2 separate regions of the Oryzias latipes genome follow, and region 1 is linked to region 2. Evidence: chromatin contacts called from public Hi-C data. All regions are on one chromosome and are shown on one strand. The core of a region is the stretch at or near the end of the contact, and the rest is flanking DNA. Distances in the headings are between cores, read along the strand shown. Region 1 overlaps LOC101162275 (neurogenic locus notch homolog protein 2). Region 2 has its middle 8.0 kb from the start of LOC101168279.

Region 1 (4,711 bases), core at 151-2,650, 36 kb before region 2:
ACTTTATCTTGCTAATCTCTGCCTCAGATCTAACTCTGGGATTTATCAGATGTCAGAAAAGTCATCAGTCTCATTCCTTTTAAAAACACGTTAAAGATGCTCTGTAAGTGTTGCAGCCATCTCTGGTGTTCACTGGCTCCTCCCTTATCTACAGTTAATGGAGCAGACCAGAATTTCGGGCTTCCGCGTCCGCAACGCTTATGATGGTGCGTTGCTACGAAAGTTTTTAAGTCTGGTTACAAACTCTACTACATATCATTGATATGCTCATTGATCGCGTGCTGATAGTTTAACCGGTTGAACATTTTTATGCTGAATGGTAGCACTTTGACCAGTCGGGGACTCGGATTTAGGAGTGACCTGTGGGTGGCGTCTGTTTCAAAAGCCGAAAGTACCAACTGTTGTAAACATGATCACGAAGGAAACATGAATAACTGTGGTTTTTGTCCGGTCGGATTAACACAACGCCAAGACGGGTATTTATAGGAACAGAGCTGTAAAACCAAAAAAGCCTGGAGCAAGATTTGCGTGATTTGCACCGCTTTGACTCTCCCTATTGTAGATGGCGGACGAGCGCCAATAAACAGTGAATACACAAAAGAAGAAGAATCTTCTCCCTAGCGCTCACTGCATGTCTGGCACTGGTTTGATGTGAGCACCACTGGGCGGATGCGCGGTCATAAAACCAAAGTGGCAATAAAACAAAACGACGCGTCAACAATCCCAATTTATATAGTTGCTTATTCGACGGCGTCCTTAAATCACTGCTTACTGACGACGTCTGGCTCCAACATGGCGGTGTCCAAGTTCCAAAAAAGGGACGACTGAATTGACTACATTTGGTTGAAACCAGAAGTAAGCAGTTTCCTGTTGAATGACGTCACCCACTCACTCCAGTTCTCACATACAATCAATGATCACGACACATCTGCAGAGCGACTCCCAACACACGTTAGAAGACACTCCTTTGTCTGTCCTCAAACGCACCACAGGACGGCCACCGATCACGGCTCGTCTACCTGTGCATCACAGTAACGGCCATCAGGTGCAGCCGTGCACGCCTCAGTACAAGCAGCCCAACCCACTGGAGAGAACAGTACAAATATAACAGGGAAGGACTCGTGCACTCACGGCACAGCAGCACGGACTGTCAGCTGGGAGGGAGAATTAATGCAGACTTTTCCTCTCCTCAGATTGATGTGATGTTTGCTACTCTCTCAGGTTTCCTTGGAAATAACGTTTTATTTCTGCTTCACAAGCTGTTTTTTTCTGGTTTCACTAAACACTAACAAAACTTCAGACAGTCAAACGGCTGCAGAACAAGTGGAGTGGATGGGACCGGCTGGGGTGACGTCAGGAACCAGCAGCTCGTCCCACAGGTTTCACAGCCACAAAGAGAGCTCATTATTAGCCTGCGGGAGCATCACTCGCGCCCGAGGCAAACAGGCAAGGCCGTGCATGATTCACATTATGATCAGGGAGTGGCGTCTTACTGAGAAAGCTGTGACCTGCTACACTGTCACCAGACTGAGGCTAAAAACAACACAGAGATACTTCAGAAAAAAAACCTGAACAAAGAGTTTGCAAAGGTGAAGTAAGTTCTGCTTTATAAGAAACACGGCCGCCAGACTCGGCTCTAGTTTAGCTCCATGAGTCCTATTTTCCCTCCACTTTTCCCCGTCGTTTTTTTTTTTTCTTACTGCGTGCAGTTTTCTTTTCTTTCTCAGAGCTCCACCGCTGGTTTCTGTCCCACTCGAGGTGTTCGGTTTCTACAGCTGGTTCCCATTAACCCCCCTATCCAATGCACACCCTTCCTCGCTCTCTGGACTCCATTTTCATCCTCCACCTCCTCCACCTCATGCTGACCTCTGCAGCGTTTCATGCCTTATCTCCTGCAGACAACCTTCATTCCAAATTCCCAGGTCCCAAGGTGCTCCAGGTCTCTGATTCTGTTTTCTTTGGCATTACTCCTTCCTGGGGACCTATTCATCTTCGGCTACAACCCTCCCCACCCACTCCTCTTTCAGTCACTATTCCAGGCTCAGCTATGCTTAATAACTCTGACATGTCCCCCCCCCGCGGCTGTTATGAAGACATGGTGTGAGAGAAACAGAGGCAGAGCACCAGCCGGCTCACATTTCAATCCCCGGATAATTCCCTGACTTGGCTGGAGCATAGGTGGCCCATTCACTGTTCCTGTGTGTGCATGCATGAACATTACCCGCTAGGCGCACACTTCTGAGTGGCGGAGAAAAATTCCCAAGCTTAGTGAAATAGCTTGTGTTGCAGTACAGTTTAAAAAGCTTTGCATTCAGATAAAAAAAAGCTTTTCTAGAAGCAAGGATGAATGTGAGAAAGTACAAAGATTAAAAGAAAAAAAAAATGCAATTACAAAAGAGAATTTCTACCAAACGCATTAGGATGATGCGGTTCTGTCCCTCGGCTGTGGAACGGCAGAACACAGCTTTTGTGTGGAGCGTTTTCAGGAAAGGAACTTTAAACATGATGTTGAGGGGGATTTTTGGCACTTTGATTGTTTTTTTTTCTCTCTTTTATTTTGAAAGAGACAAAGTGGAAATTCTCTTCTGGGGTTGGTGGGTAGCTGTGGGGGCACAGAACACCACCATGGTATGTCATAATGAGAAAAGGTAAAGTATGACAGTAAAATGTGGGAAGAGAGCCATGCATGCCGCAGAAAAAGGCAGGATCTCAAAGCAGAGGTCTGATGCTGAGCGGACGGAGGCGTGGGCAGCAGGGTGGAGTCCTGAATTACTGTGCGGTAAAAGTTTGGGTTGTGTTTAAAACAAATCCTAAAAAAAACATGAGAGCAAACAGAACCAGAACCACTCCGTCGTTTGTCTTTAAAGGAAAGTCTCTAGCAGTGAGTTTAGCAGTAAAACAACCTTTTTTAACATAAACCAAAGAAACATTCAGCCAGAATCCGACACTTCAACATTTGGCTGTTTTTCAACAAGACTGTCCTACAAAGAAATCATTTTAACATGTAAACAAAGCTGAAAAGGTTTGGAAAAGGGCCTTCAAGTTGTTTAAAGCCTTTGGTCAAATGGTCCAGGGGGTCTGCAGAGGGAAAGCAGCTAAAGGGGGGGGGGGGTAAAAACAGAGTTCAGATCAGGTCCAGGATGAAGAATTTTAGCAAAATAAAAGCATGAACTGCTAAAATCTGATTCTCTGCAGTGACGGTTCTAAAGTAGCAGATGAACTCAAAGATTTTCCTCCCTGTTTAGATGCAGAAAAAGCGTGACTGTGACCAAACACACAACCTCGCTGTCCCTCATTTACAGCCTGTGTGACAGAGACGCCTGCTGCCCGCCTGCGTCTGGTTTTATGGTTTGGTCGTCACATTCCCCAGCACTCTGAAAGGCGTCTGCTTCTGAGAGCAACATGGATTTCTGCCCCCCCTCCACTAAGTAGCAGCACCGCGAAGAAAAATGATCAATCTGAAGACAAACTGCTGTCACTTGGAGAGAATCCCAGGAGGATCTTCTGGTTTCTGGTTTCAGCTCCACTGATGTAAAAAAGAGGAAAACTTTTATGTGAGCACACAGAACCAGATATAAACCCATTTCTAGATCAGTACTGCAGAGGAAAAGGAGGGGGGGGGGGCATTACTCCTCAGGATGCAAAGCCTTTCTCCATGTAACCCCCTCACCCACCCCTCTTCATCAAAAAAGGATTGGGGAACCAAAGTGGTGGTGCTGGAGGTGGGGGGGGGGGGGGTATGTTTAGCACTGGTCAGGAAAACTACCTGCAGTTTGAGTCCCCATGCAGGACGCTGTCGCTCAGCCAAATCCACCAGATAAGAAGGTTGTTTTATCCATCCATCCATCCATTTTCTTAACCTGCTATATCCCTCACGGGGTCGCCGGTAGGGTTGTGCCGATGGACGATATCATCGTCCATCGTGATGGGTGACTGACATCCCGATGGAGAGACCACCATCGTGATGCCACGCCCCCGCCACGTTGCGCGTCGACACCATAAGCCGCGGTTACATGTACAAAATATCTTGATGGGATCAATGGTCGGATTGGAATCCAACCGTGTACATGGGCCCAGAAAAATGTTTTCAGAATATAAAAACGTTCACTAAGGTCACAATTTCGGTCGGAATAAATCATTCGCACATGCGCAGTATTCGCACATGCGCAGTTTGAAAACCGGAAGGGGATACAACTTCCGCCGAGCGGCTTTTTTTCCAAACTTTATTGGATGTAACAATTCAATACAAAACGATAACAGCACCGAGCGGCTATATATATTGACATGTCAGCTCGGTAAAATACGAGATGATCTTCTAAACGTGCTTTTAATAATGTTACGGTTATTATCAAACACCTGTTCGCTCATCATTTGAATTTTAATCCGTGTGGTCAGTGCTTTTTCTGTACGGAGCCAGGATTAGCAGTATGCTAACACGGGCTAACAACATTAGCTTTGGGTGGCGCTGCACGTAAACGTGTAAGAATAACATCAGCCTTTATTTAGTCGGGACACGACTGGAAACACAAATCCACGTGATTGTTTGAATGTTTTTTAAGGACTGAGCGACATTTCTGCTTTGATGCTCAAACCGCTGTGTGTCTGCTGACGATCCGAGCTGTGCTCAGACACATGTTTAGACCCGGTTCTGAGTTCGGTTGCTTGTACCCGTAGAGCTGCGGGACGGATCGCAGTCTTAAATCTCCCACAC
Region 2 (4,755 bases), core at 885-3,384:
AAAGTATTATCTGAGCTTATTCATCCACTAAATCATCTTCAAATGGACACGTCATGCTGCTTCACCTCTCTGAAAACAAACTAACCTTCAACTAAACCTACTCCAGACCAGGTTATGTTCAGAGTATGAGTTGCTATGGGAACTAAGCATATCCTGAAACGTACCTCTGTTTTTGGAACCGAAAGCTGAGGTTATCCACTTCCTTAGCCTCAAACTTACCGTGGTAACTAGCATAACCTGCTTTCTGGAATACCCCCCTGGTAAAGACATGCAAGTCGCTCAGCTCTGAATGACCCACCAACCCCACTGGTTACCCCCTGTGGATGTGGGGGCCTCATCAAAGTAAATATGACAGAACGTGTTCTCGTAAACCACAGACAACGTTTTGGATGATACATCTCACATAAAATACGGTGGGCGAGAGGTGCAAAACACGTTTATATTTAAGATACAACAACAACAAATGCCAACAAATGAACAAAAACTGAAACACATAAGCAAATCACGGAACAAATCACTGAGTCCAGAAACATAACAACGAAAGCAGAGACACGGCTTCTAGCAGAAAGGGACGTAATATAAAACCAATCGTGATTTTTCAAAGTTATTTATTACTGTTGTCTTTTTGTGGACATTATAAATACATGAAACATTCCAAAAGCAAAGTAACGTGGTTTCTTTTTGTGGTTCAGTTTTTGGTCATTTGTTCCATGATTTACCCTGCGACAGACTGGCGGCCTGTCAACAGTGCCCCCTGCCTTCGCCCACAAGTGGCTGGGATAGGCTCCAGCAGCCCCGTGACCCCGAAAGGGACAAAATGGAAGAAGATGAATGAATGTTCAATGATTCACTGTTGTGTTTCGGTATTAGTTCATTTGTACTGGGATTTGTTGTATCTTAAATGTAAGCGTGTCTTGCTCCTCTCGGCCTCCGTAATAAAGATCACATGGGAGGAGCGAGAAACTCTCACAAGAAATTCTAGATAAGTTAACGTGACTTACATGCAGCAAGTCCTTAAAAATGAAAAAAAAAAAAAAGATTTGGCAACTTTTGGGTCCAATCTACATGTTTCAAACCTGAGAGTGTCTCTCAGAGGCCAGCGGTTCGCCTTGTTCGTGTGTAATGGCCCTGAGCTCTGATCACACCAAGTATTTTAATCCAATCAGCTTCGTTTTCACATGACTGTCACACATTGCTGCTACCATGGCAACCAAAGTAGAGACAGTGCTGGAGACTCATGTCATTTCTCTGATCACTGTGTGCTTTAAATTTTCTATATTTTACTGGGGTGTTAAAAAAACTTAGCAGTATAAAGAATTTACTTTAATGTTTAGAGCAAAGATGAGTCAGTGATACAGATAATGCAGTAAAGTTCTATATGAAAAAAAGCTCTTTGTTAGATAAAAGAAATTTGTTCACAGCAGAGACAGAGTAGTGCTCAGTTTGTGATGTTTGAAATAATCAGTGCCAGAGCATCAAACAATAGTTACAATTATGACTATGAGCATGCCATGTCTCCTCTTTTCTTCTTGTCTTACAGCTTGTTTCGCAACTTTTCTATGAAATGTGGCTTTCAGTTCTAATGGGTTGCACAATAAAAAAGAACAATCAGAAAATGTCTGCAGAAGTGAAAAACATGTGCAATGACATTTGAAATAAGGCCAATCTTAAAAGTAAACAGAATATCTGGACAAACGGTCGCAGACACAGAGACGACAGAGGACAGCCAAGGAGAACCAGCTTTTTTCTCAAAGTAAAGTTGGTCCCAACAAAAGTGAAACAGCTGAAAAGTTAGTCAAAACTTAAACTTTCCCAAACAATTGTCTCTAAACTGTTTTAGAGGGTTTCAGTGACGGATGACTTCACCAGACTGCACTTCCTGTGAGAGGTGTAGCCTTTGCCCTGTGGTTTCTTTTTGGCTCGCTACCCTCTGTCGCTTCTCATTTTTTCATTGACATTTCCTGTTCCATGTCTAGTCACAGATCAAGACGTCTGACAGGCACTGGAGTCTTCCCCCTGGTTTTTCTGTCGTCCGCTTTGCCCTACAAACTGCAACCCAAATGTCACGTCGTCCGAGCCACCCGGTGAGACCAACAGGAGGCTGATGATGAGCAAAGGCCATGCACTCCACATCTGCATTAGTGAGGAAAGGACTCGACCTACTGGAGAAATGTGGTATAAGCTGACTGTCAAACTTAAAACCTAAATCCCTTGCTTTTCCTGCTCATTCCAGCGCCTATCTATAAACAAATTTAGCCCGTAGGTTGCCCAAGGCACTGCCTCTGACCAAGCTCCAACTCAGCATGACTTGGGTCTTCCCCAGGGCTTCCGCTTAGTGGGACATGCCGGGACGCGTCCTGGAGGTATCCGAACCAGATGCCAGAGCCACCTCAACTGGTTCCCCTGGATGTAGAGGAACAGCGGCACTGCTCTGAGCTCTCTGCTGGTGACCAAACCCGTCCCACTATCTCTACGGGAGCTCTCTCCGCTCTCTCTTCACAACAACAGACTGGTACAGCAACTGCATAACGGCAGATGCCGCACCAATCCGCCTGTCAATCTCCCTTTCCTGAATTTACCCTCTGCATTTATCCGGACTTGGGACCGGCACATGAAACCACTGTTGTGCTTCCTTGTGGTTGCATTACTTTTTTGATATGTTTACTAAATATCTTCCTTTCAATTTAGATTTGTACCATAACCTCTAGAGAAGCACTGTGAAAGAGTCAAAACTATTAAATATTAATGGGGGTGCTTGTAGCTTGTTGTCACATATCAGAATCAGAATCAGCTTCATTGGCCAAGTACAGTGCACGTACCAGGAATTTGACTTTGGAGTCTTGTGCTCTCATGCAAACTAGCAAGGTATAAAAAGGTGTAAAGGGGTAAGACCAAAAAGGATAAACAATAAAGAAAGTAATATAAGGAAGATATAGGAACAAATAAACATAACTAAATAAAAATGACTAAGAATGCAGCAGTAGTTCTGGTGTGGCAGTTTGTATGGTTGTTCCGTGTTCTGGAGTGGTCAGGAGTTCATCAGAGTGACGGCTCAGGGGAAGACGCTGTCTTTGTGGCGAGTGGTTTTGGGGCACATTGTCCTATCTTGTACTATATCACATTTTGCCCTGGAGGTCTAAACAAACTGAACATGTCCTCATTTTAAAAACCCACTGATTGCATTGATTAAAGCTTAGCTGATTTATTTTTGTGATGTTACATCATATCTCTGTTATTTGTTTTTTATATTTGCCTACAGTCACTACATCTCTATAAACATTTTTTTTGGGAATGGGTGGAAACCGGAGCACCCGGCGCAAACCCACAGATGCACAGACTAAACAAACTAAACATCTCATTTTAAAACCTACTTTGATTAAAGCTAAGTCCCTTGTTATTCCCACCAACGTTTTTCCTAAATTTTTTTACCTTGTTTTTTCTAATTGAATATAACCCCCTGCTATTTAGTCCTACTTTTAAGTCCTAACAGATTTTTTTTAGTTATCATAACCCCATTTACACTTTTATTCCTTTTTTAAAAACTCATTCATCATCTAATCCATTTTATCCCTTTCGGGGTCACGAGGCTGCTGGAGCCTATCCCAGTCACCTGTGGGTGAAGGCAGGGGACATCCTGGACAGGTCGCTAGTCTGTTGCAGGACAACAATCACACACCCATTCACTCCCACATTCACACCCATGGACAGTTAAGAGTAACCACTGAACCTGTGAAGCATGTTTTTGGACAGTAGCAGGAACTAACTCCACACAGGTCCCCCAGCTGGGACCTGACCCGGGGGCCTTCTTGCTGTGAGGCAAGAGCACTAACCTCTACCGTGCAGCCATGCTGCATCCTTTTTTTTAATTAACACCCCCCCCCCCCCCCGCTACTTATTCCTACTTTTACGTCCTAACAGATTATTTTTATTTAACATAACCACATTTGTACTTTTATTACTACTTTTTTTTTTTTATCTAACATACCCCCCCCCCCCCCCCCCCCCAGCCCCTGTATTCCTTTTTTGAATTCCTACTAGATTTGTTTTTTTCCTATAAACAAAAAACACTAAAACTTTTTACAACAAAGATATTGGCTTTAACGGTTTTCCTACCAAAACCCTGTTGAATTTATTTCTGATGGAGAAAGCCTCCTAAACACACCAGGCTGTGATTTCATTGCTCTTTAGAGGTTAAAGCCACTGCATTTTTGGCTGCTTGAGAATTAATTTCTATGAACGCAGCTATCAATTCAGGCTTTCCCACAGTTTTTTCAGGTCCTTGTAAAGAAGCAAGAGAAGCTGTGTGGCAATCCTTCTACTATCCATCTGAACTTTGTCATCTTTGAGAAACTCCACAATTGTTTCAACCAGCTCTGCTACAGGATACATGTCTTTGTCATGAAGGCTTGATCCAGATTTTGAAACTAAAAGTGAGATCGTCTTTAACCCTCGTGCTATCTTAGATGACCCCACCCTTCCATTGACGTGTTCTTCCTACCATGACAAAGGTGGATAAAGGTGGAAAGATTTCATGTAATCCATGGACACCAGTGAAGATCACAAATCATTGAAGAAAAAAGGTTCAGAGCACTGTCTAGTGGGTCTAGATGACCCCACTCCCAACGCCTAGGATAGCACAAGGGTTACAACTGACTCACTCAAAGATTTTTTCAGATCTTCACCGTTGTCAAGTCTTGGGGAGACAGAGGCCTTCTGCTCTTCAACTTTAGGGACAAGCCTGATTCTTCTTGCTGT

Evidence for each region. A called contact is a pair of places that touch in the nucleus more often than the background predicts.
Region 1: a Hi-C map of embryo shows a contact between it and region 2, with 2.4 times the contacts expected there. The contact joins two enhancer-like sites. A contact is called at or near these places in 5 of 5 Hi-C or Micro-C datasets (embryo, fibroblasts and gastrula embryo).

Annotation. Positions count from the first base shown.
Region 1 is chr4:7,008,235-7,012,945 of ASM223467v1, reverse strand. The region is part of intron 2 of LOC101162275 (neurogenic locus notch homolog protein 2); the gene reads right to left. Among protein-coding and RNA genes, the nearest start is that of LOC101162275, 21 kb to the right of the region's middle. Within about 2 kb of position 1,400, at least 4 of the 8 cell types and tissues checked have an H3K27ac peak or open chromatin away from gene starts, as enhancers often do. A contact at or near this core is called in embryo, where this site is marked.
Region 2 is chr4:6,973,295-6,978,049 of ASM223467v1, reverse strand. No RefSeq gene overlaps it. Among protein-coding and RNA genes, the nearest start is that of LOC101168279, 8.0 kb to the right of the region's middle. Within about 2 kb of position 2,134, at least 5 of the 8 cell types and tissues checked have an H3K27ac peak or open chromatin away from gene starts, as enhancers often do. A contact at or near this core is called in embryo, where this site is marked.